7 separate regions of the Mus musculus genome follow, and regions 1, 3, 4, 5, 6 and 7 are each linked to region 2. The links are chromatin contacts, called in public HiChIP or PLAC-seq and promoter capture Hi-C maps. All regions are on one chromosome and are shown on one strand. Each heading gives the region's core, a stretch centred on a gene start, on an enhancer-like site or on the middle of the called end of the contact. The rest is flanking DNA. Distances are from core to core; before and after follow the strand shown. Region 1 holds the start of Chmp7 (charged multivesicular body protein 7). Region 2 holds the start of Sorbs3 (sorbin and SH3 domain containing 3). Region 3 holds the start of Rhobtb2 (Rho-related BTB domain containing 2). Region 4 holds the start of Tnfrsf10b (tumor necrosis factor receptor superfamily, member 10b). Region 5 holds the start of Fam160b2 (family with sequence similarity 160, member B2). Region 6 holds the start of R3hcc1 (R3H domain and coiled-coil containing 1). Region 7 holds the start of Dmtn (dematin actin binding protein).

Region 1 (4,190 bases), core at 70-2,569, 480 kb after region 2:
GTTTGCTTGCTTGATAAGTCTTTTAAAAATCAGCATATTTCCAGGCTGGATCTGTAGTTACCGTCGTCTGCAGGGCAGAGCTCAACTAAAACTACAATTCTACAATTCCAGGGGATCCAACACCCTCTTCTGGTCTCTGTGGGCATTGGACGTACGCGGTGCAGTTGCACACAAGTAAGCAAAACATAAATACACGGTATTTATGGGAACTATTACTAACCTGCATCGTCCTGCTTCTGTAACCTGAAGGTTTTCTGCTCCTCGATCAAGCAGAGAAGCCATGGTGCTATACCTCATTTTTGTTAAAAGTTCATATCCTGTCATGCTTGCCAACAGCGACCACGTTAATGGAAGTATGGAACCAGTAGTTTTCCCCTTTATAAACCTGTCTTTAACGGTCGGGGCAGTCTCTCTAGACTTGTAGTGAGTGCGTGCCCTCGGCCGGGTCTGTGCAAATTTCAAATTAAAAAACAGCTCGTCCTAGTCTCTTTTTGAACGGTCCGGCTATAACTACCACCACCACAATTTATTCTCAACACTGAACAAATTTTGTAAGACTCTTCAAGACGGAAAAGTAACTAGAGGGTAAGGTTTAAGTACCTCTCAGTCCATAAAGTATTTTCTGCAGTAGCGCTGTCATTGCAAGACACTTGCATCGCTGTCTGCCCTCTCCTTCGAGGAAGCAGAAAGGTCAGAGACAAATGCTAAACTGGCAGCCAAGGCAGCCGGAGCTTCAGATGAGAGTTGGAACGATTTTTTTTTTTAAAGGACCTGGCAGAATATGAATTTTCAGGAGAAAAAGGACATCCCAGAGCTAAAGAGCGGGAAGAAAGTGATTAAGAAGACTATCTCTAGCCCTAAAAATGGGTCCAGTGTCACGGAGCTTTGGGACCATTTTTGTTAATCGGCTGATATTCTAGTGAAAGAAAGGTATCTTGGGCGTTTGTTTAACTTAAAAGTCTCTGGGCTAAGGAGAGCTACACCAGATCCAAGGTTGTGTATCCACCTGCAGCTCCCATAGCCTCAGCCTGGCTAACCTTAAGCCCGAACCACCCGGGAGGTGCAATAGGTAGCCCCTCTAGTACGCCTCGCCAAACTCTATGGTTGTGGCGCACGCGCAAAAGCCTTCCCGTCGCACAAAGGCCACGGAGAGAAGGTCCGGCGCCTGCGTTCTGCCTCTCTCGGGCGAGAACGCCCTCCTCCCTCCCTCCCGGCCAAATGAATGCCGCGCCACGCCTGCGCCCTGAAGACTTGCGGGACTTTTATCGCACAGGCGGCGGTGGTGACGTGATGGCTGAGGAGGAGGGCGTGAAGGAACGACGGAAGCCGAGAGGGACCTGGGGCGGAAGGGGACCCGGGCCAGGCTTGTGTTCGGTTCCTTGGCGGGGCTGGGGTTCCGATGTGGTCCCCGGAGCGGGAGGCCCAGGCCCCGACCGGGGGAGACCCGGCGGGCCTCCTGCCGCCCGAGTGGGAGGAGGATGAGGAGCGCATGTCTTTTCTGTTCTCCGCCTTTAAGAGGAGTCGCGAGGTGAACAGCACCGACTGGGACAGCAAGATGGGCTTCTGGGCTCCGTTGGTGCTGAGCCACAGCCGCCGCCAAGGGGTGGTGCGCCTGCGACTGCGGGACTTGCAGGAGGCCTTCCAGCGCAAGGGCAGTGTCCCGCTGGGGCTGGCTACGGTGCTGCAGGACCTGCTGCGGTGAGGACCGAGGCCGAGAGGGCCAGGCGGGGGGCGGCTCCCCAGGGCTGACATCAGACCTGCCCCTTGACAGCCCAGACTCCGCGTCCAGGGTTTGTTCAGTGGGTGGAGGAGGAGGAGGGGGACGAGGAGGCTGCTCCACGGATGGATGTCTGGACTCAGAGAGAAAGAGGGGCTGGGATGGTTGGAGTGACTGGGGATAGGCAGAATGGTCCAGAAGAGACCCATCTTTGCAGAGGTGTCAGCGGGACACTTGAACTGGGATCCTGTTATGCAGTTATTTCCACAGGACCTCCAGACTTGAATTACTTTTACAGCAGATCTCTGCGGTGGGTACTTTGAACTAAGAGAGAACAGAGCTAAGGAGAGAGTACTCATGGGATTCTAGACATCTTGACAAGAGAACTCTGGTACAGGTCGTACAAGTAGCCTTTCCTGGTATGTCCGGGACGGAGATTATTTAGACCAGAGAGGAGAGTTTAACTGTGTAGCTGGGGGCCTCTGAAAGAGCTTTATGTGATAAATGTGTGTGATAGATACAGTGTTCAGGTTGTGCTTGAAGAGGTGGCATATCTGATAGATGACTGGTACTTCATGGTTTCAGATACTGTCAAACTCCACTCTCTGGCTTTTTTAATAGTCCAGGGCAAGATAATGCAGTTATCTTTATTAAAAATAAACAGTCTCAGAGAGATTAACCTATTCCAGGTTACACAGCTAGAGTAACCCCAGGGCTGGATCCTTCCTTTGAATTCGAAATCATTTGTATTTCACACTGTACATGTTATGCCCAGCCCAGCTCAGCCCAGCACCGTGTCTCTTTCTATGAACAAAGAGAAAGCCAAGGGTCTGCGTTTGTTTTAGGATAATGCTTTCTCATTAAATGGTCGCCCTTCTTGACTTCTGTTCCCAGTACCTTTCATTGCCCGACCTTGACCTAAGAAACCGTCCTGAAATTCTCCTCTGAGAAACTGTCCTTTGAAAAATGTTTTACCAGATGCCCAAGGTGGAAAACAGTTAAGTCAGCAAGGGACAAAACCAAAATGGGCCTCCTGATACAGGACAGTCGTGGAGCCTGTCCAAATCCAGAGACCTTTAACACCTTGACCTCCTCTGGCTCCTGATCCTTGAAACATCCTGGTACTTGTCCAAATTTGATATCCATACATCTACAGCGTTGCTCAAGGGCCACGCCGTTGTGAAGATCCTGGCTTTACTATTTTCTATGCTGTGGCCTGCATAGGATACAGGTGCCACCTATAAGCCTTAGTTTGATCAATTATCAAATCACAGTAACATTATATAGGTCAGTTGTGAAAACTTGAAGATCTTTATACAACCCTTAGCAGTAATTTCCCATGGCCGGTATTTCGTAGACTTGGCTGCTGTTGTTACTACCACCAGGAAATACATCTCACTTCCAGCCTAGCTTAGAGGCAGCATAAAACCCCAGTCTGTGTAGCTTTTGGCCTTCTTCCTCGGATCTGCATGACACACAGGGTTTTTCATTTGATTGTTCCCAGGCCTGTTGATAGAAGAAAACCTCCACATAGGCCCAGTGAAGCCTTTTGTGCCTCTGTTGCCTTAGTGGGACATTTGCATTTTTTGAGGCCAGACAAACCGGGTGCCATCTGGCCTTCTTTGCCTTCTTAGATCCTCAGTCGCCTCTTTAGTTAACGTGATGGTGATACCATCTATTGCACAAAGTGGTTAGGAGGCTGAACACTAGAGTGCAGGTGACACTGCCTCTAGTAGCTGGTACAGAATAGACAGGTGATGGTGATGATGGTGATGATGTTAATATAATGCCTCTGAGGGGAAAGGGGTAAGAAGAGCCCAGGACAGGCTGTCTGTCGCATTACACATCCCTACATGCCATTCTCTCTCTCTCTACAGTCGAGGCGAGCTGCAGCGAGAGTCAGACTTCATGGCCAGTGTGGACAGCAGCTGGATCTCCTGGGGGGTCGGCGTCTTCCTGCTGAAGCCCCTCAAGTGGACTCTTTCTAACATGCTGGGGGATCACAAAGTTCCAGCGGAGGAGGTGCTGGTGGCTGTGGAGCTGCTGAAGGTGGGTGTGCAGAAGGGGGCTGGGGTGTCATCAGGTGTGGCAGGGTCACCACAAGGTTCCTGGGAAAATACTGTCTCTTTGCCAAGTGATGGGGCTAATGACTGAGCCTTCATGACGTCTTTTAAAGCTCTGAACTTTGTAGGGTTATATATTCCTTGGGTTATTTTTACATTTCCAGGGTGAGCTTTGCCTAGGAATTGTTGGTGACAGCTGATTACTTCCGGACAGTTGGGGACATTAATGATTAGCTGCAGTGTAGGGTATGCGCTACTGTCTCTAGCTTACTGGCAAGGAATTCTGAGAATTTATTATTGATTAATGTGTTTATTATTGCACCTAGGGCCTTGTGTGCATTGGGCACGTGCTCTGCTGCTGAGCTCTAGCTCAGCCCTTCTTGCTAAGCTTTGGTTTCTCGCCCTCTGAT
Region 2 (4,311 bases), core at 940-3,439:
TCTTAAGATTTTATTTGCAAAGCTTACTCTTGATAGTGCATTGGTCACTTAGAGGTAAATTGAGTCTTACTGCTAATACAGTGGAGACAGACAGTTTATCATAGAACTCAAGGAGGCCAGAAGACAGGCTAGCCTTTGTTTGGATAGCAGCACTCTATCATGGTACCCTCTGGCCGGCCAGTCAGCTCTCTGACTCCCTTATCTCAGTTTCCCTGAGCTGGGATGGAAGGCTGAGGCCGACCCAATTTTCCAGGCCCTGGTTCTTTGCCCTTGTCTGTGGCTGACTTGACTTCCATTCCCTCTGAGGGCATCACTCTGCAAAGTCTGCTTTCTCGAGACCTGTCACCTACTTGCTCCTTCCATCCTTTTGTAAGAACCAAAGGAAGCCTGTCTAGGTTGGTCCTTCTCAGGCATTCCTGTCTGGCCATGGCATCTGTTTGTTTATCCACGAAAAGGGACGCATGGTGGATGTGATGTCAGTCAGTGTCCAGGCCTCCTGGAGGACAGACTGGATAAACTGGGCAGGAACTGATTCTTTTCACTGCCTTTGGGGTTTAGATGCCAGGAAACATGAGATGCCCATGATATGTGTGCTATGAAAATATTTGCTCAAAGCAGGCCTGAAATCTCCAGGCTCTTGTTCTTGTGGGGTTTTACATACCTGTCCTTGCTTCCAGGTCTGACATTGACCTGCCTTGACCTGCCCTGTGTTTTTTTATTGTTGTTGCTTCCCTTAGAGTTCCTTCACTTTGCAGTGACTAACCCCCTCCCCCCCCCCAAAAAAAAACCTCAGACTTCCAGATAGACCAGTGTGTAAGAGGGCCCTTGGAGCCCCAAAGTGGGTCATTTCACTTCCCTCCCTTGCTTGCCCCTGTTCTCATGAGTGATTGGCATAGGTGGGCCCATTGATAGAGCTTAGTTGGCAGTACTGCCAGACCTGGAATCAGGAGATGGCCCCAGGGATGAAACAGAGTCGAGATCTGTGCTAGTATATCTATGGTGACTTGGCTTCAGCTCCTCACTGCTGGGTTGGTTACGGACTCTAGAAGAGTCCGTGTGTTCTTGGCTACTCCCTTCTGATCTGTAGAAAGAGAACACTCTTCTAAGAGCACAAACCAAAAAGGACATGAAAGCCTACCTCAAGAATGTACTGAAGTTTGTCCTAGGGAAGGAACTAGCCGGTGCCTTTCTACCGAACAGGAAGGTCAGGCCTGCAGCAGAGATGTCAGTGTCTCATCCAAATGCTAGACTGTCCTGGACACTAATTGTGATTGAGACTAATTGGTAGTCACTTGACTAATGGTACTTTGAGTTGGTGGCGGAGGACAAGAGGACTATGGGGCTGAGGGGTGGGGGAATGTGCATAGGACAGAATTGGCTGCCTGGGGCTGGGTGGGGCTCCTGGTGACTGGGATCAGATAGCTAGAAAAAACAGAGCAGTTACGTAACTGTGTTTACATGGGCTCAGGTGGCTGTGGCAACCATGGCAGTCCTTGACCCAAGGCCATGCTGGAGGGGTGCAGGCAGCCGACTACTAGGGAAGGAGGTCCCTCTTGAGCAGAAGGGTGTGCAGGAGACAGAGCATGGCATACTGACCAGGGCTGCACTATCTGGGACAATGTTACCTGGCTCTAATGTGCCACTGGAAGCTACTCAGGGTGAGGCAGGCAGGCAGCAGCCAGCTACAGCTAGGGGGAGGGGTCAGGAAACCAGACACCTGGCTCTCTAAGTCCAGTCTCTGAATTCTTGCTACATTTTTCTCCCTAATCTTCTTAAAAGAGGAAGAATTCTCCCTAAATCTGGGCAGAAAAGAGGGCAGGAGATTATTTAAGTTTCCTTGGACTTACCTGCCCTGCGGTCCTAGCGCCTCGTGCCTCCGTGTTTTGTAAAGCCATCCGAATACTTGTGAACACAGTGAGCTCCAACCTGAGAGGTGGCGAGCCAGCCCCGGCCTGACTGACAAAGCAGAGCTGCAGCAGTTCAGCCCTCCATTGCCACCCTCCCCGTTCCTCCCAACCTACATCCTCCAAGACTGTTTACTAGACTCCCCATCCCCATAGAGATGGGACTGGTAGCCAGTCCTCAGCTCCCTTGCCCACACTGTGCCTTCTCTTGTGAGAAACAGGAAGTTGGGACCTTCGGCAGCTCAGCGGCACCCTCTACATTAAATATTTATCTTGGAGTCCAGGTCAGAGCCTTAGAGCCTAAGAAGTTCACTGCTGGTGAAGGGGGATGGCCAGGATTCTTGGAGTGGGAAGATCTTCAGCTTCGTCTTTGAACAACAAAGAAGACAATGAAAGTGATGTAGCCCTTCTTAGTCCCAAGGACCCTAACAGGTGGGAAAACTTTAAAGAGGGACATGGGTAGTACTTTTAATCCCCTGGGGGAGGGGGAGGCTGCTTCCCTGGAATGGGTGGATAATCAAGTGGCAGAGAGGCTGTGTACAGCTGCCTGACCTCAAAGAGGGTCTCAGAGCTCCTCCACTCCTCCATCTCTCTCCCTTCAGCTTTCCTACCTCCGCCCCTCCCACAAACACCGTGTACTGTGTAATACCTACATCCGTTAAAAACACCTCACGTATGCGAATCAGAGCCCTGTTAGCAGGTTTACATCTCTGGAAGCCTATGAAACTGCTTCCTGAAGACTCCCCACTCATGGGAGCTCTGGCACGCTCATCTCTTGAGCTGTCCTTGACCTAAGTTTCCCGGGAGGTGGGGGTGGGTTTTGTTTGCGGGCACCACAAACAGTTCTTCCCCCACAACTGGGAAAATGTGAAGCTAATAAGAGGTGAGCGTGCTAGGGGCTGTGATGTCCTGGGAAACACTAACTCCAGGTGGCTCAGGCACCAATTAAAAGGCAGTAGGTGTCATTTACCATACTCAGCAGTGGACCAGAAACCGTTTTTTTTACCGGTTGATTTGTTGGGGACTTGGGTTCGCAGTGAATCCTAGGCTAGGAGTACTCCAGGGTTTCCATTGTCAGTAAACATTTGCCCTGGCACCTACCAGCAGAAGACTGGACGAGGAGGGGAGGAGGGAGGGCCAGAGAGAATGGGGAGCCAGTGGGCGGTGTCCTTCAGATCTGCGTCAGCAGTCAGCACTGTAGGAACAGCGGAAAAGCAGGATCAAAACAAATACGGTGAATGGGAACACCAAGACCCTCTTAACCTCATCCCCGCCCAAAGGGCCCCACCCTTATCCTCTTCAATGCTGTGGCACGTCCAGGGAGCCGGTCGATTCCCTCCCCCAAACTTTGCACGTGTGTGTGAGCATCCTCACGTTTGCCAGTACACGAGTGTTTGCAAACGCCTGGTCAGTGCGCTTAGGTCTAACAAGCATGAACTCTCTCTCCCCAAGCGGGTGTTGCCTTGTTCCTGGGCCACCGTGACTTATCTCGGTCCCAGCCTGTCTGCCTCCGGGCCTGTCTCCTGCCTCTCCAAGGCCGAGGGCTGCGTATCTAATTCCGGCCCCACCCGGGCTCTGGCACTCAGGGACCATTCGGTTAATCACTCCTGCCCTGTGTCCTGGCTCTTGTGGAGCAGCTCGCTTCCCACACCCTGGAAATGTCGCTGGAAACTCTGAGTGGCCCCCGCCAGCCCTCCCGCCCCTTTCTGACTCCAGCTTTGCGGTGGGGGCCGGGGAAGGCATCTGGGAAACCCAGCGGGCTCCCGGGGGACCCTCGGTGGCCCCTCCCGGCACCGCCTCCTGGACAGCCCGGCCCCTTGGGCAAGGGGCCACAGTGTTCCCGTGGCGCGTCGCCGGACAGAGGGCACTCGCGGGAGTGAGTGAGGGAGTAGCAGGCATCTCCACTTTACTCCAGCATAGCCCCGGCTCACAGTTCAAATCCAAGTCCCAAACTCCTCCTGCCGCATTCATCTCAGGGTCCTGCCTCCTAGCGCGCCCCCTCGGCCGCTCTCTTCCTTGTTGGGCGCCGAGCCTGGCCCAGCGTCCTGACCAGTCACGAGGGCCGTGACCACCCGCACTTTTCCCTGCCCTCTTTCCCCGAGGGCTCGCCGCGGCTGCTCCAGGCAGAAGCGGGCTGGGATGCTCCTGCCCTCCTGGGCAGCCCCAAGCCCCCCCACCTGCTCGCCGGGGGAAGGTAGGTTCAGCGATGCAAAGGGGCGGGAAGGAGGCAAGACATAGCCTGGCGTGGACCGGAGCGAAGGCGTAGAGTCCCTCCCTCCGTGTCCTGGTCTCTGAGGTTGTACAAACCAGAAAAGGTGAATTTGAAACCCCCTGACCCTGTTAGTGGGGAGCTATAGTTTGATAAGACCTGGAAAGGCAGAGAACGACGTCCCCACCATCAAGGCCT
Region 3 (4,057 bases), core at 451-2,950, 400 kb after region 2:
GATTAAAGGCGTGTGCCACCACGCCCGGCTTCTACCTTCTTTCTTTTCTTTTTTTTTTAAGATAGATTTATTTATTTATTTATTTATTATACATAAGTACACTGTAGCTGTCTTCAGACACACCAGAAGAGGGCGTCAGATCTCATTATGGGTGGTTGTGAGCCACCATGTGGTTACTGGGATTTGAACTCATGACCTTCAGAAGAGCAGTCAGTGCTCTTATCCGCTGAGCCATCTCACTAGCCCCTACCTTCTTTCTTAAACATGCCTTTGAACTAGTATTTGTTTTATGAAGGCAGAATCTGAACAGGAAGTGTGAGGAAGCACTTCCAGTCACTGTCAACCTTCTCTTCCGCTCTGGGTAGGTGTTGGAGGCCAGGGACAGTAAAGTATCTGCCTACTGCACAATGATTAAACGAACCTGAGTACACACTTACTACAGGCGCCCTGGTGAGCAACTTTCTGTCCTAGGCACTCACAGACAGGGCATATTTCAGACAATACAAACTGAGTATTTATTTGCTTATAGCAGGGTCTCCCTACATCAGCCATATTGACCTCAAACTTTCCATCCTCCTGCCTCAATCCTATCAATGCTGGGGTTAGAGGTGTGTATTTTGGCCAAAAATCCAGTTTTTATTTGACTTTGGAGAGGGGTAGTAAACCTCTCTTTTATATCATATTTTGCATAAACCAACATTAAAACAGATCTGCATTCTCAAAAAGGACATTGGAAGTGTGATAGGGGAGGTTGCTGTGTGAAGTTTGCCAGGCTGCTTTAAAAAAAACTGTCCAGAGAGAATTGGTAAGATGTGTAATTCCTAGCAGTCCCGACCAATCTATGGAACCCAGCCTTGACCGGGGACCGCAGACGCTTCCTTCCGATGAACAGAATGGATGGCATTAGACTCAACCCATTTTTATTTTAGGGTTTAGAGATAAGGTTTTGCTTTGTAGCCCAGGTTAGTCTTGCACTTATGACAATTTTTCTGTCTCACCCACCCAAGTGCTGGGGATGACAGTCACTATATTTAGAGCACCCACAGAGGACTTAGGTAGGGATTCTCTGGCTAATATTTCCTTGGCATTCTTTGCAAAGTTATGGAGATTCTACTGAACTCTCTTTGACAACAGGTTGGGATGGGAACCTCTAAAGAAGGTCTAGGTGGCAGACAGGTCAAAAAGTACGGGTATCCATACAGAAAACTCACTAAGAGCTACAGAAGTCGGAGCTGCAGGGATAATGAAAAAAGAAAGGTCCCCCAGTACTCGGAGCAGCTGTGTGCGGGGTAGAGGCTTGGTTGAATTAGGGAGAAACAGGAAAATCTTCCCGTGGCCCTCTGACTTGCATTCTCAGGGCGCACCGCCGGATGAGTTTCTTCCTAGCCTCCTGGGGAAAACTATCCTGAGAGTCCTGCAAGGTTTTGAGACTGGCGAGGTCAGCTGCTGGCCATTCGTGGCTCCCAGGGGAAAAGGGAGGAGGTGCAAAACCAGGAGAGGAGCGGGAGGCGTTCCCGGGATCGGGGGCGTGTCTCGGGCGTGGCCTCTGGGTGTCCAATCCCCATCGCTCCGCTCTCCACCAACCACACGCCGCTGTGGGCAGTCCTTGTCACAGCAACCGTTCCTGGGTGCAGTTTTTTTCCTTTTTTTTTTTTTTTCTTTTTTTTTTTTTAATCCCTCTCCCCTCCAACCCCCCCAACTTTGCTTTTTTTGTGAATGAAAAAAGGAGGTCGTGAGCGGTCTCGGGGACTGCGGCGCTCGGCGTCTTAAGGCTGCGCGCGTGCGGCGGCCTCACCCGGCGCCTCGCTCTCTAGCGCGCCGCCCGCAACCTCCGCAGCGCAGCCGGGCGGCGGCGCGGCCCAGCGGCCGGAGGTCGGAGCGGCGGCGCGCAACCCGGCTCCGCGAGCCTCCATGACATTGGGCGCCCGGGTCGCGCGGAGATGCTGATCCGGAAGAGGCAGTGGCTGCAGTGCAGCGCCCCAGGCTGCTCACGTGCCGCGGTCCGACCAGGGCTCCTGTGCCAGAGTTTCTTCTGATCGTACCTGAACCGGGACCCCAGGAGTCTGGGTCTCCAGCACAGAGCAGCAGCGTCGGCGGCGCCCCAACTTGCACGCGCAGAGTGACCCCAGACATCTCACTAAAATGAGCGTGCTTAGCAGGAAGAGATGTGTTCCCTACACTAGAAATTACCCCGTCACATGTAGTGGTGTAAGTACACGATTGATTTCTATTATGGCCGGGTTGCAAGCAAACGTGCCACCTCGCCTTGGCTCATCCTTCAGCACCCTCCCCTCTCCTCCCTGCGTCCCTCCTGCCTTCCCCTGAGCTCCACTCTTCCCTTGGGCACTTGCTGAGTCTGCACAGTTCAGAGGGAAGAGAAACTAACCTTTCTTGGGTGTTTTTAGGGGAGAACTACATGTTTTGCATCGGTGTGTCGTGCCCCTCCCCCTTCCCTATTTATTTCATTAAAAAAAAATTGTGTGTGCAGAGCGGCATGTCAGGAGGGAAATAAGAGGTTCAGAGTGGTAGAGGTGTACCTTTTTCCTTTTTCTTTTACTTTCCTTTCTTTTCTTTCTTTCTTTAAAAAAACAAAAACAAAAACAAAAAACAGTACAATTGCGGTGTTTGCTGCCGGCAGTGGAGCTAGCTGATTCTTTGAAGTCAACTCCACTGTGGTCTGTCCAGCTGAGTTTTGGCAAACTACTGGTGGAATTCTTGAGCTTTCTTTGTTAATGTTCGGGTAGCCTAGGGTTGAAAAGGTTTATCCTGTATTTAGGCTTCTGTTTCTGTTAATGTGATCATTTAAGATCCCTTTGGGCCTTGCTTTACGTTTTCTGCGTGGGGAGGGAGGATCCACCCCTCCACCTTCGCCCATATTACAATGTCAGCGTCCACAGTGGGAGCTCCTTTAACTCCAAACCGACCTTTCCTTTGCTCCTCTCCTCCCGAGTCTTCCTTTCTATCCACCTTCCTTGCTTTTTACTTTCATTTTCTCGATTTTCCTCCCTTTCACGTTTTTTTTTTTTTTTTTGTAAGATGCAGGATGTGGGATATTGGTTGCTAGGAGACAAGCCAGGCTCCCAGGGAGATTGTCGTTTCCTTGACAACCAGACTAGGGCAGCCACAGATGAACAAGCCTCCTATCAGCTGTGGGAGGGAAAGGGGGGCTTTTGAGCTCTGCAAACAGTGTGTGTAGGGGTGCGGGGGTGGGAATGGGAGCCCTTGAGGTTTGTGGGTAATCCGAGCACACCTTCGGATCTGTCCTGGACAGAGCACAAAGAACTGGGGAAGCTGACGTGCAGGACACTGTTTGTGAAGGGGGGGGGGGGTAACTTGGGGACAAGAGTTGGGGAGGAAATCTCAGTGGCTTCAGGATTGTCAAGGGGGTGGAATCAGTGAATTGGAGGTTGTGATACCCTGGATGAGGGTGGAGGATGGTCAGGAGGCTCTGGAGGAATGGGGCTGGGACAACTGAGAGGAACAGTGTCCAGTCACTGAAGAAGGGTGTGCCAGAGGGAAAGGGACAGTGGGAAAGTTCACCGCATGGTTTGTATTGTCATGCATCAGCAGTGATCCAGAAAAGTAGTAATATTCTAGAACAGAAGTTACATTAATATTGCCATGGTGTCGTCTGGACAGGATCCTCACTTAAGACAGGCCTGATTAGACAAAAAAGTTCTCCTGGCTTAATTGGGCCAGCCTGTATCTTAAAGGGAGATATAATTACACATATGGATATGCAATCTAGCATTATATAATACTATATTACATAAGACGACAAATACCTCCTCCCACCCAGGCTCCCTTGGCGTGAATTTACCAAAATTCACGTGTTCAGAAACTTTCTTCCAACATCCTTATACCCATTTTCTGGAGGCAGAGACTGAGTCCACAATAAGTGCAGTGGTTTGCCTCTTCCTAGATAGGACAATGAAGCTTGCAGTTGTTAATGTAGGAATGACAGTGAGCAAAAGGAAACGCCAGTTGGTGGATGTGTTAAGGAAGCCTGAATTCAGGGGCAGTCAGAGGGGGCATGGGCTTCAGTGTGCAGATTAGA
Region 4 (3,912 bases), core at 1,233-3,732, 440 kb after region 2:
TTTTAAACATTGTTGAGACTATGGTAGACTATGGAGACTTTTGAAATTAGACCAAATGCAGTTTGCATTATGCTATAGCTATAGGCCTATGGGAGCCAGGGAGTGGGATGTGGTGGTTTGAGTGGGTATGGCCCCCATAGACTCATGGGTTTGAATGCTTGGCCCATGGGGAATGTCACTATTAGGAGATGTGGCCTTATTGGAGGAGGTGTGACCTTGTTGGAGAAAGTGTGTCACTGTGGGGGCAGAATTTGAGGTCTCCTATGCTCAAGCTATACCCAGTATGGTACACAGTCTCTTTGCTGCCTGTGGATCAAGATGTAGAACTCTCTGCTCCTCCGGCACCAAGTCTGCTTGCATGCTGCCATGCTTCCCACCATAATGATAATGGACTAAACCCATGAAACTGTAAGCCAGCCCCACTTAAATGTTTTCTTTATAAGTTGCTCGTGGTCGTGGCGTTTCCTCACAGGAATGAAACCCAAGATAAGTGTGCACAAAGATTTTTTTACACGCATTCAGGTATACATTAGGTAAAACTAACACCGTAATCATTTTAAACAAAAAGGCCTGTACTGCTGTGTTCACACTGTCCTGTAACCAAAGCCCAGAATTCCCTTCATCTTAAAACTCTTAAGTCTGTAACCATTAAAGTAACAGCTCACCCCTCCACCCATTTCTCCATGTTCTCAACTACTATTCTGCTCATTTCTCTTCTTTTTTTCCTTCTCTCTCTCTCTCTCTCTCTCTCTCTCTTTCTCTCTCTCTCTTTCTTTCTTTCTTCTTCTTATTCTTTTTTTCCCCCCAAATAGCTAAAGAAGTGATACTAAAAGTAACTAGAAGCCAAGAGAGGATGAACACGCTGGTCCATAGGCAGGGCTGCCTGGTACTACCTGAACACATCTTAACTCTGCTTCCTTCCTTCGTTCTACTTACTTATTTTTCAGACATATGCATGTTCCTCCTCAACAGTGAGGAGGAAGAAGATTAAAGAAGATTAAAGATTTTATTTATTTATTATATGTAAGTTCACTGTAGCTGTCTTCAGACACTCCAGAAGAGGGAGGGCATCAGATCTCATGACAGATGGTTGGGAGCCACCATGTGGTTGCTGAGATTTGAACTCAGGAAGAGCAGTCAGGGCTCTTAACCGCTGAGCCATCTCTCCAGCCCAACAGTGAAGTATTAAAACAGAAGGTGGAGAACTGTGTCCAGCCTGGTGGAAATGAGTCTAGAATATAATATAAGAATATATACAATAAGTGTCTCTAAAAAGACACTTGTGTGCCTTTCTATTTGAAGTTAGAAACAATGGACTCCAAGACACTGGAATTCCCCTCAACAATCTCATCTGGCAGAAGGGGAAAGGCCCGATTCTAGGCTCTTCAGGGCCCCTTTACTCTTTTTAAGCCCAGTAAGTTGCAGAGTCCAAGAAACTGGAAAAAGTACAGTCAGTGATGTGACGCGGAAATTGAACAGAACTTTCTGGCAGCTAAAGCTAACACCAGGCAAGGCTTCCTTTCCTGCCTGGAAAGGGATGTCCAGCAGCTAGGGAGGGTCTCCACCCCCTCCCCCCAACAGCCCCCTCCACCTGGCTCCCCCACCATGGCCTTCTCTGTCCTTAGGATCCTACAGGGTAACTGGATCCTTCCTCCGCCCACTGTCCCCTCTCCCTTTCCCTGCTCCACCTTGGGTGCCCTGGTGCGTTTTTGCTGGGTCAGCTGCTCGCCACGCCCCTCGCGTGCCATCTCCACAAGCCCCAACCCAACGCCAGAACTTTCTTCCCACCATCTTTGAGGACCTCTCATCTACCGTCAGGACCTTTTTCTACCAGAGCGGCGCCTCACATCCTCCCAGTCTAGAGTGTTCCGCCCACCTCCCCATCCAGTCCTGACCCACCTCACCTTCGGGTCCCCCACCCCCCCTCACTCCACCCCCCCTCTCACTCCACCCCCCCAACCCTCTCACCCCACCATCGAACCTTCTAGGCTTCCCTGTTGAGGCCTACCTGGACCCCCGCGGAGTCGTGTCCCCCCCACCCCCCGCAGTGTCAGACCTCTCCCACCACACGCACGTGCGCGCCCGGCTCTCAGGACATTTCCTTGCCATTTCCTTTCCTGGCCGGCTTCCCACTTCGGGCACCGCAGTCGCGCCACACTCACCTGTAGCACAGCAAGCAGCAACGCAAAGCTATATAGAAGTCTGCGCTTCGGGAGTGGCCGGAGGCCTGGGGTGTAGTGATCTGCCCGGGCAGCGGCAGAGGCTGTGGGCGTGCTGGGTCCTGGAGGCTCCATGGTGTCAGCTCATCCGAAACCCTGCGGCTTCAGCTCCCAAAAGCCACGAAGGATGGCTGTCCCCTCACTCCTAAAAAAGTTCTCTGGATTTCCTCACTCCCAGAAAAGTTCTGGATTCTTGTCGCGGCGACTTGACGCTTAGTGGTACCTCCAACCTCCGCGGGCTTGCGCGCGCACCGGGCAGGGGTGGGGAAATCCACCTTGGGAGGAGCTTGATTACGCGTCCAACCCCGATCCTACCTAATATGAAAACTTGGGAGCAGTCGCCGGACAGAATCTGAACAACTTTTATTTTTTTAAAGAATCACACCACTTTTATTATATTTGTCAGGTCGTGGTTGGAGACGCCCATGCTTATTAAAAAAAAAAAAACCAACTCGTAATACTCAAAGGTCTGCCTGTCCCTTCATATTTTGACTAATATGATATTCACCTTTGAGTTTCAGCTTGTGTCCCTGGAGGAGCCGACTTGAAGATGTCTGTAGTAGTGAGTACTCCTCCTTCCTCATCTTCTGTCTCCTTCATCTCTCCTTCTCTTCTTCTCTTCCTCTTCTTGAATTTGTTTTTGTTACAGTTGTATGCTACCAGGCAGTATCTGAGAACACAGAAAAGGAAATGATAGAATGGATGGTCTCACCCCAGTAACAGAAGCGAAATCAATCCGTGTCTCTGTAACGTTTGGAACACTGAACACACTTAGCCGTGGTGGTAAAGCACTTCAATCCTAGCACGAGCAGAGGCAGGCTGGTCTCTGAGTTAGAGTCCAGCCTGGTCTACAGAGTGAATTTCAGGACAGCCAGGGCTACACAGAGAAACCATGTCTTTAAACACACACACACACACACACACACACACACACACACACACACCTAAACCAACAAAACACAAACAAACAAAAAGAATAGATGACCTCATCTACCCACATCAGTGCATTTTGGTAATTTCACAATCTCAATCAATCAATCTCTCTCTCCACATTTATACACACACATATATATATGTATATACATATATATCTCACATATACACATTATATAATATATACACACATATATACACGTACATATACATGCAGGTGTACTGGTGCCTCTAATCTCTGCACTCAGGAGGTAGAGGCAAGTGGATCTCTGTGAGTTCAAGGCCATCCTGGTCTACATACTGAGTTCCAGGACAGCCAGAACTATGTTGTGAAACCCTGTCTTGAAAAAGCAAACCAATTATAACAAGAGTTTGAATTTCCATATGCTTCAGGCCTCCAGATTTCCAGTATAGAATATCATTGAACAAACATCATCACATTTGCCTCAGTTTACTTCTTAATCCACAACCCCAAACAAAATTTTGTAGGGGGGAAATGCATATTTTCAAAGAAGTAAGTTGCTTAAAACCTGACATAATTCTGTAAGCTTTCTAGTACCAAAATAAAGTATTCGGTTTGTTAAGAACCTGTATCTTCTGATTGGTGGACCTCTGTGAGTTCAAGGCCTGCCTGGTCTGCATAGAGAGTTCCAAGACAGCTACAGCTACATAATAGAGACCCTGTCTCAAAAGAAAGAAAAATCTAACTTCTGTCTAATCACCCGAGTTCTCCCCAATTGGCTCAGATGACGCCAGCATT
Region 5 (4,253 bases), core at 1,456-3,955, 390 kb before region 2:
CAAGGTGGGGCTGAGTGTGCAGTTTGATTGGAAGATCAAAAAGAAGACGGGATGGGCTTGCACAGGGGAAGAGGACCAGCTGGCCCCAAAGCAAATAGATGAGAACCATTCAAAACAATGATTTTCTTACCATTGGAATGGAGTTTACAGCTGAAGACTGCCTTGAATCGCCTCCCTCTGCTTCTACCTCCTGCGTGTTGAGATGACAGGTGGACACCATTACGCCTGCTTCATTTGGGGCTAGGGAGCCAACCCAGGCTTTGTGTGTGCTAAGTAGACACTCTGCCTGAAAGACCTACATTCTCAGCTCCCGAATGAACAATGATTTTAAGTAAAGTCGGCTTATGTTTACAGCATTATCCTTGAAACAGACCTGCGAGAGCAAGGTTTGTTTGACCCAACAAACGAGAGAGCGTTTTACCTGAAACCCAAGGCTTCATAAAACCAATATGTGTGGTGTGTGTGTGTGTTGGGGGGCTGAGGGCAGTGTCCTATCTCATTTTGGGGGGAGGGCATTCAGGAGATCAAAGCCAGGGTCTTGGGCCTGCTAGGCAAGCACTCTACTGCAGAGCCAGCTACATCTCCAGCTGCCCAGCACTGGAGAGATATAGCCATTTTTCCAGGGGAAGCAGGACTGGGTTCCGCATATGTTATCAGACAACATGGACTATGTGATTATAAAGCGGACCCTGTTTACTTAGAACTCACAGCCGGGCGCTGTAGAAAGTTCACTGGTTACCAAGGGAAGCAACATATGATCAGATTGACTGGAAATGTTTGTGGTAGGACAAATTTTGACACTAAGTCCTAAAGGATTTGGAGCTCCTGAGAATTTAGATTCCTTCAAAGTGAGGCTCTTGACCCCCTAAAACAAAGCCTTAGGGAGAGTCCTTCATGCGTCCTTCTCATGACACAAAGATGTAAAACCTGGGCAACTTTATTGGTTCCCGAAGCTTTTGTTTTGGTTTTATTTACTAAACACCTCACCATTTAGAGTCAGGAGCTGAGGGCTTAGAATGCAGCACAGAGCGCTTGCTTAGCATGCATGAGCCCTGGGCTCTCTTGTTAGCAGTGGACACACCAGGCATATGCCAGATCCCAACACTAAGGAAAGGAAGATTGGGAGTCCAAGGTCAACCTCAGCTACACAGTAAGTTTGAGTCTATCCTGGTCCATATGAGACCCTGTCTTGAAAAAAGAAAACAAGAGTTGACTTTACAGTCATGAAATCAATGAACAACAAAAATATCTGATAATTAAAAAAAAAACAATGTGTCAACTCTGTTTCCTTTTCCTTTTTCATTTTCAAGACATGGTTTCTGTGTCCTAGAATTTGCTCTGTAGACCAGGCTGGCCTTGAACTAGTAGAGATCTGCCTGCTTCTACTCCCTGAGTGCTGGGATCAAAGGCATGTGACATCAAGTGCAATTTACATGTTTTTTTGTTTTTTTGTTTTTTGTTTTTGTTTTTTCGAGACAGGGTTTCTCTGTATAGCCCTGGCTGTCCTGGAACTCACTTTGTAGACCAGGCTGGCCTTGAACTCAGAAATCCGCCTGCCTCTGCCTCCCGGGTGCTGGGATTAAAGGCGTGTGCCACCATGCCCGGCCCAACTCTTGTTTTTAATGTCTCACTATGTTTCTAAGACTGGCCTGGAATTTATAGTGCAGCCCAGGTATGGTAACACAAGCCTATAATCTCCAGCCTTGGAACAAAAATAATGGTGAGTTTTAGGATATCCTGGATATTTAAGATAGATGTAAGTAATTTAATCATTTATAATTTATGTAAATACCTATATACATTTACATAATTTTTATATAATTTATGTATTATTTATCCATCTATCTATTTACTTATCTGATACTGAGGATTGAACCAAGAGCCTCATGCAGCCCTTGTTTTTTATTGTTTGCTTTGGTTTTTGTTTTAAACAGTTCGTGTCTTCAACCTCTCTCTCTCTCTCTCTCTCTCAGTGGTGTGTGTGTGTATGTGTGTGTGGTGTCAGTGTGTTGTAATTGTGTGAGTGGTATGTGTGTGTGTATGTATGCATGTATCTTTGTGTTCGGAGTGTGTGTGTCAGTGTGTGTGTGTGTGTATGTGTTTGGTACGGGATCTCACTACCTCCTTGAATTGTTGATACTACTGAGTGCTGGGATTGATTGCAGGTGTACCCCAATTGCTTTCTTTCCCTCCAGAGCGGGGGACATGAGACAGATTTTGCTGGGACTCTTCGGATCAATTCCTAATCAAACAGCAAACCTTAGAGGACATCTTTTCCAATAACGACCTTTTTTTTTTTTTTTATAAAAGTACTGAACAACAGGGTGAAATTAATATTAGCCATAACCTATTCCAATATTCCTAATCCATTACATTTAAACATGTCGTCAATTCTTCCCACTATGTCTTTGCCTTCTGGAGTGTCCTTGACACAGCTTGTCAGGGCCAGGTCATTTTAAACACTCCAGAGCCGTGTGTGTCCAGGGCTACTGTGTTGGTAGGATTGTGAGGGTGCACGAGGAATTAGAAGTCTCTGGGTGTTACTCAAAGGAATCTTAGGTCATCAGCTCCCAGGGTGCTCCCCACCGCCCTCCATCAGGACCTGCCCAGCCCTGGGCTTAGAGCGCCCCCGAGCCCTCCGGCAGGGGCGGGGTTTCAGAGCCGGGTCCCGCCTCCCGCCCGTTGGGCCGCCTCCTCCGCCACCGCTGCGCCGCCACCGGGAGCCGGGCCGCGAGCCGGGCCGGGCCGCCATCATGCTGAGCCGGCTCGGGGCACTGCTGCAGGAGGCCGTGGGGGCGGTGAGGCCGGGCCCTGGTCGGACCGGAGGGGCGGGCGCGGGCAGGGGGGCGGGCGGGTGAGGTGCGGGCCCCTTGGGCAGGGCCCCTCCCCTGGCCCCGACGCCGCTTCCGGGCTTCGTCTTCGGGTACAGTCCCGCGTCGCGGCCGCCAGGAGCGCCTAGCTCCGGGGTTCTCTCCAGACCGACCGGCTCCCTCGATCTTGCGCCTCGCTCTTCTGATCCTAAGCCCGACTCTCGTGATCCTGAGCCATGCTCCCTTGATCCTGAGTCCCGATCCCTCGATCCGGCCTCCGCACTGCTTCCTGTTGTGCTTCCTGTGTCCCACTCCCTGACCTGCGACTCGGTCCCCCGAGCCTGCGCTCCGCTCGGCTTCTTTAACGTTCCCTGTGCCTCGAGAGCTTCCGCTAGCTTTGTAACTCTTCTCTCCCCAAAGGTTCCCTTGTCACCAGCCCTTTCTCCCAGATCTGCCCCCACGCCTCCTCCTCCGCCCGGCAGCCTTCCTTTCTCGTTCCTGACGTTCCTCCATTCCTCCTCACCTGGGATTGACAACAGCCTTCCCCTTCCTCTCTTAGCTGCCAGACAACTACTGGGAGCAGGGGTTCCCGCACTGAGTTCCCTCTTAGCATGGGAGTTGCAGCCCTGAGTGACATAAGTCCCAGGAAGAAGGTGATAGAGACCTTTGCAGGGGTGGGTGGTCGCGAGAACCCGGAAGTAGCCCTCTGCAGGCTTATCTCAAGCCACTGAGCCAGCTGACCTTGAGTTAGGGACTTCAGCCTGCCGGAGGGGCTTTGAATGGAAGAGTTGTTTCCATGCAAAGCTAGCTTGCTTGCGCTCTCTCTTTTACCTTCTCTCTCTCCTCTCTCTCCTCTCTCTCTCTCTCTCTCTCTCTCTCTCTCTCAGTTTGTGTTTAGGCCCCTTTTTTCTGGAAGTGCATGTCCCTGGTCACTTCATTCAGCAGCCTTGCAAGAAGCTATTTGAAAAGTTAATTATTTTTTTCTCATTGTATAAGAACACTGTCTAATTGATGGGTTTAGTCTATCAAATTGTGTCCTGAGAAACAATCTTAGGTCTGACGCCCCCCCCCCCCCCCCAGTCAGAACCTTCATTGTTTTTGGTGTTTGGTGTTTGTTTGTTTGAGACAGGTTGTCTCTATGTAGCCCTGTATTCTTTAACTCCCTCTGTAGACCAGGCTGGCCTCGAACTCAGAGATCCACCCGCCTCTGCCTCCCGAGTGCTGGGATGAAATCACCATGCTAGGCTGCTATTGTTCATATCAATTGGCTCAGCCTTAGGAGAACTGGTTAAAGGAGAGGGAGGCACTTCTGTAACCTCCCCTCCCCCCACTGTCCAGCTCTGCTGTGAGGAACAGGGCCTAGGGTACCCCCAAGAGGGAGTTTCCAAAATGACCTTTTCACCTTTTCTTCTCCTTCCTGTCCCAAATAAAAACAAGTGTCAT
Region 6 (3,905 bases), core at 151-2,650, 500 kb after region 2:
CCAGGCTGGCCTCGAATTCAGAAATCCGCCTGCCTCTGCCTCCCAAATGCTGGGACTAAAGGCGTGTGCCACCACTGCCCAGCTAACTTGTTTTTCTTTCTGTTTCCTCCCTCCCCCCCACCCTGTTTCTTTCTTTGTTTTTGTTGTAAGAGCTTCCACTGTATGTTTTGTGAGCCTTCTGTTCGGTGCTTTCAGTCTTGGAACTTCTATATCTTCGTGGTGATCTGACCCTTTTACCATGGTATACAATTCCTTGGTGTCACATGGTTAGGTCCTGGAACTTTTCCTGCCTTCTTTCCTGACCCCCACTCCAGCAGGAGCCAAGGAGCTGAGTGCAACCCCGTGTAGCTTGGATCAGTCCTTAATCTTTCAATCATGCCTCCTATTTGGGGTAAAATTTTAGAAGACGCCAGCTTCTCTCACTGAGCTCACCTAGCCTTATTGTGTTTTCTGCTTCTGTGCCGGACTTCTGATCACCGTGTCAATACTCGAAAGGTGTTGAGTCTTAGTCATAGCATATCTATAAGCATTGGTTTGGCAAGCACACTAGATCTAGGTTTTGATACTCAACTCTAGTCAGCGTATTAGTGGCTACTGGACCTAGTGGCCCACTTTGGCCCAACTTGGGTCTCTGTGTGACAAGAGACCTTTGCAGGTCTCTCACTGAGATGATATAGGGGACAGATTCTGGATACAGTGTTTAGAAACGTTTACAGAGGTGTAGGATTGTCTTGTCTGCTTGTATATATATGCACCATCTGTTTGCTCAAGGAGTTCAGAAAAGGCTGTTGGATCCCTTGGAATTGGTGTTACTGATGGTTCTAAGCCACCCTGTGGGTGCTGGGATCTGAGCTTAGGTTGCCTCAGGAGCAATATTATTAACAGCCCAGTCAATTTTTCAGCCCCATAAAAAAAGATTTATTTACTTGTTTGTATGTGCACCAAGTTTGTGTCCGAGTGCTGATGTTACTGGGACCTGAAACCAGAGAGAGGTTCCCCTTCTTAATTCCTAAATCATCTCCCCAGCTCCAGCCTCCCGCTCTTACCTCTTTCTTCCTCCATTAGGTACCAGGTCAAAGGAACCTAAAATTAGAAATATATAATGTCATCACTATTTAGCATCTAGTAGCTGTTCCCTCGTGTTGGCAGAACTCAATTGGTTCTAGAAGATAAAAGTACTATCTGACTTTGGAATCAGAGCCACTTTTGACTTGTGTAACTCTAGACAAGTCATATCACCTTTTTGGGTCTCTATTTTCCCAAGAGAATAATTGCTTAGTTGCTTCTTTGAGGGAAGCCCTATGCGTTTGGGTTAGAGCAGCTCTGGCCCTGCCCCAGCTCTTTACAAGAACACGCCCCTCTGCGGCACGTGCAATATCTCCTCCCGGCCTCACGATGGCGCTAATTCCGCTGGGAAGAAGGGGACGCTCAGGCTCTTGGGGACCCTGAGCGCGGCGGCAACTTTCCGAGCTGCCGCGGTGAGTGTTGAGGGTGTTGGGTGTTTCCTCCTGGGATCGCGAAAGGGAAGGACGACTGCGTGTTGTGGGACGGTTTCAGTGGGCTGCGCCCCAGAACTGAAAAGCCCGGGTAACACGCGGCGAGACGAGGCGGTGCTGGGAGCAGGGAATCCAGCCTGGCTCTGGACGTGAGCGCACTCGGCTCCACACTCACGCGCCTCCCATCCCGCTCCACAGTGGCCAGGGCTGCGAAAGTCTCCAAAGTCCTTGCTGCAGGGACACTTAGGGCTGTGGGCGGCCTCTGGGCCCATATTCTGATCCCGGCCTTGGCCACCGCTCCTACAGGCTCTGCCATCTGTCACCCTGGCCCTTCTCTGCTTGGACGGTGTCTTCCTCTCCTCGGCCGAAAATGACTTTGTCCACCGGGTCCAAGAGGAGCTCGATCGTTTCCTGCTGCAGAAGCAGCTATCCAAGTACGGGGAACGAGGGAGTGGCTTTTAATGCCAGGATAGGCATGGTTTGCCCCTCTCCCAGGTTCTGTGCCCAGGTAACTGGCTGGTCCACCAGAAAGGCCCTGCCTTTAGCCTCTGCCAACTTGCCCAGCCACACCTTTCCTTTGTATCGCAGCATCACCCCACTCAGGCAGAAGTGCTCACTTTCTTCTAGATGATGGGAACTGTAGCTCCCTTTGATGATCTACTTTGCAATTAGGCAGGGACCTGCTTGGGCACAGTGAGCCTGGTGTTAAAGCCACCATAAACCTGGGAGCGGCCTGGGTGGGAATTGGGTGTGGGGTGAACCCGCGGTCTCAAGCTTATTATTTCCATTTGGTTCCTTTGCAGGGTCCTACTTTTTCCCCCAGTCTCCAGCCGCCTGCGGTACCTGATCCATCGAACGGCGGAGAATTTTGATCTTTTGAGCAGCTTCTCTGTTGGGGAGGGCTGGAAGAGGAGGACAGTCATTTGTCACCTGGACATCAGGTGAGTTTGTCCTACTGCTTTGGAGGGTTCTCAGCAGCTGTGTGTGTGTGTGTGTGAGTGTGTGTGTGTGTGTGTGATGATTGGACTAGCTGGCTAGCCAAGGAGGGTAGAGTTTGGTAGGAGCCAGGGCCACAGTCACAGTTGCCTTTTGCTTCATCAGGGATGCAACTGACTTGGCTGTTCAGCTGTTCGTGTTGGGCCAAAGAAAATATAGTGCACACAAGCAGTTGGGCTAGTAAGGGTGGGTCTACACCCCTGTCGTCTTTGTGAGCGCGTTCTCCAGAGAGACCTTGGTACAGGGCATGAACGTGTTGGCCTATAGCCATCCTTATTGCCATGTGCATCTCATAGGATGGATATCTTATTACTGTGACTCTGGTTCTAATAACAGCTCCTAAATGCAATTATTATCCTTGTTTATCGTGAAACCCAAGATTCAGCACCCACTGATTTGATTGTAGTAGTCACCGGGGAGCTCCTTTGGGTGTGTCAGGGATGGCACTTGCCTTTGCCACTGTGCCTTTGTAAGAGATTGTTTTTAGGGTCATTTTGGTTGTGACTTTTGCTTAATGCTGACTTGTCAGTGTCATGCCTGAATGATAGGTGGCCCCAGTAGGCTATTTTGCTGTAGACCCAAACATGCCCTGAAACTCCTGTTCCTGCTCCAGAGTACCCAGTTCAGATGGCCCCTCTGGTCCCTGCCGCCCTCCTGCCTCCCATCCCAGCAAGTACCGTGGTCCTCGGTATACCTCACATCAGGGAGCAGCTGCTGGTCCCCGAGGTGCTCCAGCAGGACGCTGGCATCGTGGACGGAAGCCGGATCAGCCTCTGTATGTGCCCCGGGTGCTACGCAGGCAAGGTGGACCGGTGGCAGCCTCCATCCCAGGCATCAAGGGAGAGGACCCAGCTGGTGCAGTGTCAGAAGAAGAGCCTAGAGAGGCTGGTGCTGGGGACGCTGAGGCTGATCAGGGAATTGCCATGTTGGTGACTCAAGAGCTCCTGAAGAGCCCCGACCCAGGCCATGCAAATGAGCCACAGATGGGGTTGGGTGACACGGAGCCCTCTGAGAATCCTGAAAAGGAACAAGGGGCTGAGACAGCTGTGCAGCAGGGGTCCGGCGCACAACTGGCCATGGAGGAGGAAAATAGGAGTCATGGGATGCGGAGCCTGGTGGACCAAGAGGAGGAGGAGATAGAGGGAGAGGAGGAAGAGAAGGTGGACGAGAAGGAAGAGGACACAGGCAAGCAGAAAGAGCGGGTCGATGAGGAGGAAGAGAAGACTGATGCGCAGGAAGGGAAGGTGGATTCGGAGGGAGAGAGGATGGATGAAGGTGAAGACAAGGTGGATGCGGAGGAAGAGGACGAGGATGAGGCCGATGCTGACCACGGTGATTTCAGTGAGCTGCTGCAGGAGGTGATGAGGCTCTTGAGCCCAGAAAAGGGAGGGCGGAGGTGAGGTGGGTGTGGCC
Region 7 (4,010 bases), core at 950-3,449, 420 kb before region 2:
TAAGGCAGTCCTCTTGCCATCCAGCCTGTTGTCTGGCCCTGAATTACGGTTCCCTCCAGAGCACTCCTGTAGCCTATCCTGGCTTAGGAGGGAGTGGGAGGCGGGCACACCTTGGTATGGTACAGTTAGGGGCATTATAGGCTCTGCAGGCCCCCTCCCTTCCCTGAGGAAGAAGCAATAGGAGTTGCGTTTTCTCCTCCCCCTCCCATCGCTGCTGAGCTGGGCCTGGGCTGCCAGGAGGTTGTCTTGGCAACGGGAGGCGGAGAGGAGATGCGCTGAGGGATGGAGGTGTATGTCACCGCAGAGGCTGCTGTGTTCCTGCCCCACGCCCCGGGCCCTTGAAGGTACTGAGAACCCTCCTTCATGCTCCCCTCCTCCTGGCCCTTTCCCTGGACTCTCTCTTCCCCTGCCTCATAGGCTGATTTCTTCCGTCAGGCAGGGACGCCCCTCCTGGATCTTTGACTCCTACCCAGGGCTCTTAACCCACCTCATTCTACACTCCTGTCTACAGCTCTCCTTTCTGACATCATCTCGTTCCCAGCATACCTCTGGAGACCCTTATACTGGAAAACATGTCTCCTGGAGTGGGGTCTGGAAGGGACTGCTAATCAAGGGATGAGGAAACTAGGCAGGAGCAGAGTCAGGAATCTGAAGGGCCTGCCGAGTGTCAGATCCCTGGGTCCTTGGTCTTCCAGAGGGATGGGGAATGCTTAGGAGTAGGCCTCCCTCCCCACCACTCTTTCAGACCCAGACTGGGGCGGGCAGGCTGGCCGGCAAGGGTGGGGTTGAAGGGACAGTGAGAGGCTAGGCTGAGGACAGGGCTAGCTATGGAGAAGGACTGGTAGCTCCTCCTCCAAGGCTGTGTCCCCTTCCTACACATTAAAGGTATACCCCACGCAGATCTCCTTGGGACTGGATGTCCCTCCCCTAGCCCAGGTGGGGTTTTGTTTGTTTGGTTTTGTTTCTGTTTGTCTGCCCCTTCCACAGGGCCCACAGTGGCTGCATCCCAGCAGCTAAGCCTGGATTCCCGGTCCTCCTTCCCCCTTTCACGGCCACTCAGCTACCTGCCTTCTGTCATTTCTCCTTCTGCCCAAGCCACCTTCAGGTTACAGTCGTCCCTGTCCTCTGCTACTCCAGATACACCCCTCCCTTCCTGTCTCCTCCAGTCCTCTTTTCTTTGAAGACGGTCGGTCGGTCGGTCGGTCGGTCGGATGCTGAGGCCATAGTCTTACCTGTCTCCTTCAAGCCCCTCCCCCTGAGATTTTTTTTTCCATTCAGAAACCCCAGAGCCCCCTCTCCAGATCCTAGCTTTGCCCCAATAGCTGCTGCTATCATCAGCTGACCGGCTGTGGGCAGTGGTTACCAGGGCAACGGCAAGGCTGCCTAGGTAGGCAAGTCTGCAGCCGACATGGAGGTGGGGAAGAGGCCAGTTAGTGCTAATAGGGGTTAGAGGGCTAGGCTTTCTAGATGCACCCCAAAGCCAACATTGGAGGCCTGGAATGGTTGAAGTTTTGCCACAGAGAGAAGGCATGTCTCTTTGGAATATGGATGCCATCTGATAGAAAGCTTCCTTTTGCAAAAACAGCTTTCCTGGGAAAAATCGGTCCTTCATTCTCTCCCTGGCCCCTACTACGATCCCCAGGGGATCAAGTTTACAGAAAATCCAATCTGAATCTGATGTATTTATGACCTGGTTCCTTCCATCCTTCTATCTGTCCTCCTCAGAGAGGGTTAATGTTTGGATGGCCAATTCGGGTGCCCCTGCTGTTCCCTGTCCCAGAGGTGGGGGGATCCCCCACAGAGCCTCTCATCTGCTTCTGGAAGATGGTGGAGCATTATGAATGGGGTTTGAATTGCAGGTTCTTGGAGAGCCGGGTGGGCATAGCTCCCCTCAGTTATCAGTAACAGCCGCTAACTTGAACTCTGCTGGAGAGGCTCTGAGTGTGGATATTGCAGAGCCGGGATATGGGAAAGGGGGAAAACGCAGCGCAGCCGATTCTGCTTCGTCATGATGCCAGCGAATGAGCCCCTTGTTTGAAATGGATCAGCTGCAGCAGCAGCAGCTGAGATGAACTGGACCAGCAACACGCCCAAACGCACACACTCACACACCCTGGGGCCCGCCACTATCAGTTGTTGGTGGGGAGGGGCCCGGGGCCCGCCCGCCCAGAGACCGCTCCTCGTCCTGCCCGCCCACCAGACACCAGACTCGGACTCCCCAGCTCCGGGAACCCAAGCCGGTGGCTTGCAGAGCAGCAGGGGACTGGTGAAGCGGGTGGGGGTTCAGGAGGGAGATCAGACCGCTGAGCTGAGACCAGCTCCCCTCCTTCGCCAGCTCCCACCCCACCCACCCACCCTAAGCCGGCTTTCTTCCTGTTATTTGTGCTTCGTAAAGCGCGGCTGGGTTCCTGGAGAAGCTGCCTCTTACCTAGATTCCTGAGAAAACGCGGCCACCCAGTCGACCAGGGCCTAGCCTTTTGCTTCCTGGGGCTTCAGAGAGCCTGGGCCCCACTGTCTGGGAGGAGGTAGGTGACAGGGTCTTTTGCCTCTCTTTCTTTACGTAGGTATTTTGGGCTGTACCTCTGGATCTGGCCATGGTTTTGGGTGATATCAGAGATGCTAGGACAGGGTCAGCTTTGGAAAATGGTCAGTGGGAGAATAGGCCTAGGTGGCCAGACAAGGTGCTCAGCTGGGTTTGACCCGATCAAACTCCCTTTTTATTTGGGAGGAAGGATCTAGGCTGTTGCCGTGCAAAGAGTCCATATGGGCCCCAGCATTCCCTTTCATGGACACCCCCCCCCCCAAGCTTCTGTGGCCAGAATTTCAAGGGGTGGGAGCATGGGGCACAGTCTGTGGAGGGAGCTGTTAGCTTTTTGCTGAATGATGCAAGACATCTTTGGCAGCCTCCCTCCCGCCAGGCCAGGTGCCCTCTGGAGTGGCAGGGGTCCATTGAGGGGGCCAAAGCCGCTGGTTTCCAGCCCACTCTGGAGCCCCTCCTAGCTGAGGTTAGCCTGGTTAGGGTAGGGATTCGTCGAAGAATGAGGCTGTGTAGCAGGGTGTGACTGCAGAGCTTAGCCTGGCTCTCTGCCTGCGAGCAGCTAGTGTACTGAGAGAGACTGGGTGCTGAATAAACCTGGAGAGCCCCGGGGGTCCTAAGGGATTCCTTTCTCGGCACCAGACACGCCATACTCCTTTGCTGGGCAGGCACACCTGTGCGTCTCCTCCCAGAAGACTGGTTGCCAGGCTGTAGGTCTAAGACAAGCAAGGCAACGGTGCAGTGGGAGTGGAGGGATGTGGGGATGGGTCAGGTGAGGGCACTGGGAGTATTGGGGTTCACGTGCTCAGAACAGGGATGGGTTCAGCAGGCCATGCCAGGGAGCTGTGAGCACAGATGACGGGTGCCAAGGGGAGGATCAGTGGGTGGGTGCAAGTAGGTGTCCTTAGCACCATGTGTCATTGTGTGGGGGTCTGGCAGGGAGAGTGGGCGAGTGCTCTGGCAAGGAGGGCGGCAGAGTCCCTGTGTGCACCCATGTGCAGTTCTGTCAGCAGCCATGTGTTGGGCAGAGCTCTTCTGTCTTCTGCATGTATGCTCCTGGGAGTCTTGTCTCCATACAGCTAGTTGGTCTTTCTGAGGCTAGGAGAGCATCTGTCTACCCACTGGTGGGCAATGTCTGCAGAATTCTTTCAGAGCTCACGTGTGGGGAGAGTGGAATGGGGACCTCTCCTGAATTCTAGAATCTGGATTTAGGGTGGGAGTTTCCTCTCCTCCCCAGATCTGCCGATCCAGCTATATATACCTCAGGACTCAGATCTATAAGGAACGTGTTTGGACAAAGCAAGCCTGAGCAGTGGAGGGACCTAGCTAGAAAAGAGAAACTTACCTCTTCTGAGGAAAGAGCACAGAAATGGCCACTAACTCGGTCAAGAGGGGAACCTAAGAAAACTCTAATGAGCTCAGGCATGTTTGCAGGGGAGGGAGGCAGGAGGGGGGGTCAAAGGGAAAGGAGCAC

Evidence for each region. Promoter capture Hi-C pulls out the DNA fragments that hold promoters and counts their contacts. HiChIP or PLAC-seq counts read pairs in DNA pulled down with a chosen protein or histone mark. Capture Hi-C pulls out chosen DNA fragments and counts their contacts.
Region 1: a promoter capture Hi-C map of pre-B cells shows a contact between it and region 2, with 4 times the contacts expected there. The contact joins the promoter of Chmp7 here to the promoter of Sorbs3 in region 2. A contact is called at or near these places in 11 of 39 promoter capture datasets (the C10 cell line, the HPC-7 cell line, cranial neural crest and 6 more), 1 of 484 Hi-C or Micro-C datasets (nephron progenitors), 3 of 115 datasets of contacts at active chromatin or transcription factors (extraembryonic endoderm stem cells, large pre-B cells and pancreatic cancer cells) and 1 of 9 other capture datasets (liver).
Region 3: a contact with region 2 is called in an H3K4me3 HiChIP or PLAC-seq map of bone marrow-derived macrophages, with 5 times the contacts expected there. The contact joins the promoter of Rhobtb2 here to the promoter of Sorbs3 in region 2. A contact is called at or near these places in 11 of 39 promoter capture datasets (the C10 cell line, the HPC-7 cell line, cranial neural crest and 8 more), 8 of 115 datasets of contacts at active chromatin or transcription factors (the 230-238 cell line, acute myeloid leukemia, bone marrow-derived macrophages and 3 more) and 4 of 9 other capture datasets (adipose tissue, embryonic tail, embryonic trunk and 1 more).
Region 4: a contact with region 2 is called in a promoter capture Hi-C map of adipose tissue. The contact joins the promoter of Tnfrsf10b here to the promoter of Sorbs3 in region 2. A contact is called at or near these places in 11 of 39 promoter capture datasets (the 3T3-L1 cell line, the HPC-7 cell line, cranial neural crest and 7 more), 1 of 115 datasets of contacts at active chromatin or transcription factors (trophoblast stem cells) and 2 of 9 other capture datasets (adipose tissue and liver).
Region 5: a contact with region 2 is called in a promoter capture Hi-C map of embryonic stem cells. The contact joins the promoter of Fam160b2 here to the promoter of Sorbs3 in region 2. A contact is called at or near these places in 8 of 39 promoter capture datasets (the 3T3-L1 cell line, cranial neural crest, embryonic stem cells and 4 more), 1 of 115 datasets of contacts at active chromatin or transcription factors (bone marrow-derived macrophages) and 3 of 9 other capture datasets (adipose tissue, liver and pancreatic islet).
Region 6: a promoter capture Hi-C map of liver shows a contact between it and region 2. The contact joins the promoter of R3hcc1 here to the promoter of Sorbs3 in region 2. A contact is called at or near these places in 4 of 39 promoter capture datasets (the HPC-7 cell line, liver, neutrophils and 1 more), 1 of 484 Hi-C or Micro-C datasets (B cells), 1 of 115 datasets of contacts at active chromatin or transcription factors (pancreatic cancer cells) and 3 of 9 other capture datasets (adipose tissue, embryonic stem cells and liver).
Region 7: an H3K27ac HiChIP or PLAC-seq map of trophoblast stem cells shows a contact between it and region 2, with 2.3 times the contacts expected there. The contact joins the promoter of Dmtn here to the promoter of Sorbs3 in region 2. A contact is called at or near these places in 1 of 39 promoter capture datasets (embryonic stem cells), 2 of 484 Hi-C or Micro-C datasets (the G1E-ER4 cell line and embryonic stem cells), 1 of 115 datasets of contacts at active chromatin or transcription factors (trophoblast stem cells) and 2 of 9 other capture datasets (adipose tissue and pancreatic islet).

Annotation. Positions count from the first base shown.
Region 1 is chr14:69,729,699-69,733,888 of GRCm38.p6, reverse strand. It overlaps Chmp7 (charged multivesicular body protein 7), which reads left to right and starts at 1,319. Exons shown (of 10, transcript NM_134078.4): 1 at 1,319-1,698; 2 at 3,595-3,766. The coding sequence starts at 1,400. 4930480K23Rik (RIKEN cDNA 4930480K23 gene) reads right to left here and starts at 1,055. Exons shown (of 3, transcript NR_130157.1): 1 at 221-1,055.
Region 2 is chr14:70,205,549-70,209,859 of GRCm38.p6, reverse strand. Sorbs3 (sorbin and SH3 domain containing 3) reads left to right here and starts at 2,189. Exons shown (of 21, transcript NM_011366.3): 1 at 2,189-2,336. The coding sequence starts at 2,233. Gm26908 (a long non-coding RNA gene) reads right to left here. Exons shown (of 5, transcript XR_874791.3): 2 at 3,006-4,311; 3 at 1,848-2,272; 4 at 938-1,081.
Region 3 is chr14:69,803,188-69,807,244 of GRCm38.p6, reverse strand. Rhobtb2 (Rho-related BTB domain containing 2) reads left to right here and starts at 1,700. Exons shown (of 10, transcript NM_153514.5): 1 at 1,700-2,208.
Region 4 is chr14:69,766,042-69,769,953 of GRCm38.p6, reverse strand. Tnfrsf10b (tumor necrosis factor receptor superfamily, member 10b) reads right to left here and starts at 2,482. Exons shown (of 8, transcript NM_020275.4): 1 at 2,163-2,482. The coding sequence starts at 2,294. 4930480K23Rik (RIKEN cDNA 4930480K23 gene) reads right to left here. Exons shown (of 3, transcript NR_130157.1): 3 at 2,841-2,889.
Region 5 is chr14:70,598,287-70,602,539 of GRCm38.p6, reverse strand. It overlaps Fam160b2 (family with sequence similarity 160, member B2), which reads left to right and starts at 2,705. Exons shown (of 17, transcript NM_194345.1): 1 at 2,705-2,798. The coding sequence starts at 2,754. It overlaps Dmtn (dematin actin binding protein), which reads left to right. Exons shown (of 16, transcript NM_001252662.1): 16 at 1-356.
Region 6 is chr14:69,705,079-69,708,983 of GRCm38.p6, reverse strand. It overlaps R3hcc1 (R3H domain and coiled-coil containing 1), which reads left to right and starts at 1,400. Exons shown (of 8, transcript NM_001146012.2): 1 at 1,400-1,478; 2 at 1,803-1,930; 3 at 2,300-2,437; 4 at 3,106-3,850. The coding sequence starts at 1,821.
Region 7 is chr14:70,625,254-70,629,263 of GRCm38.p6, reverse strand. It overlaps Dmtn (dematin actin binding protein), which reads left to right and starts at 2,199. Exons shown (of 16, transcript NM_001252662.1): 1 at 2,199-2,525.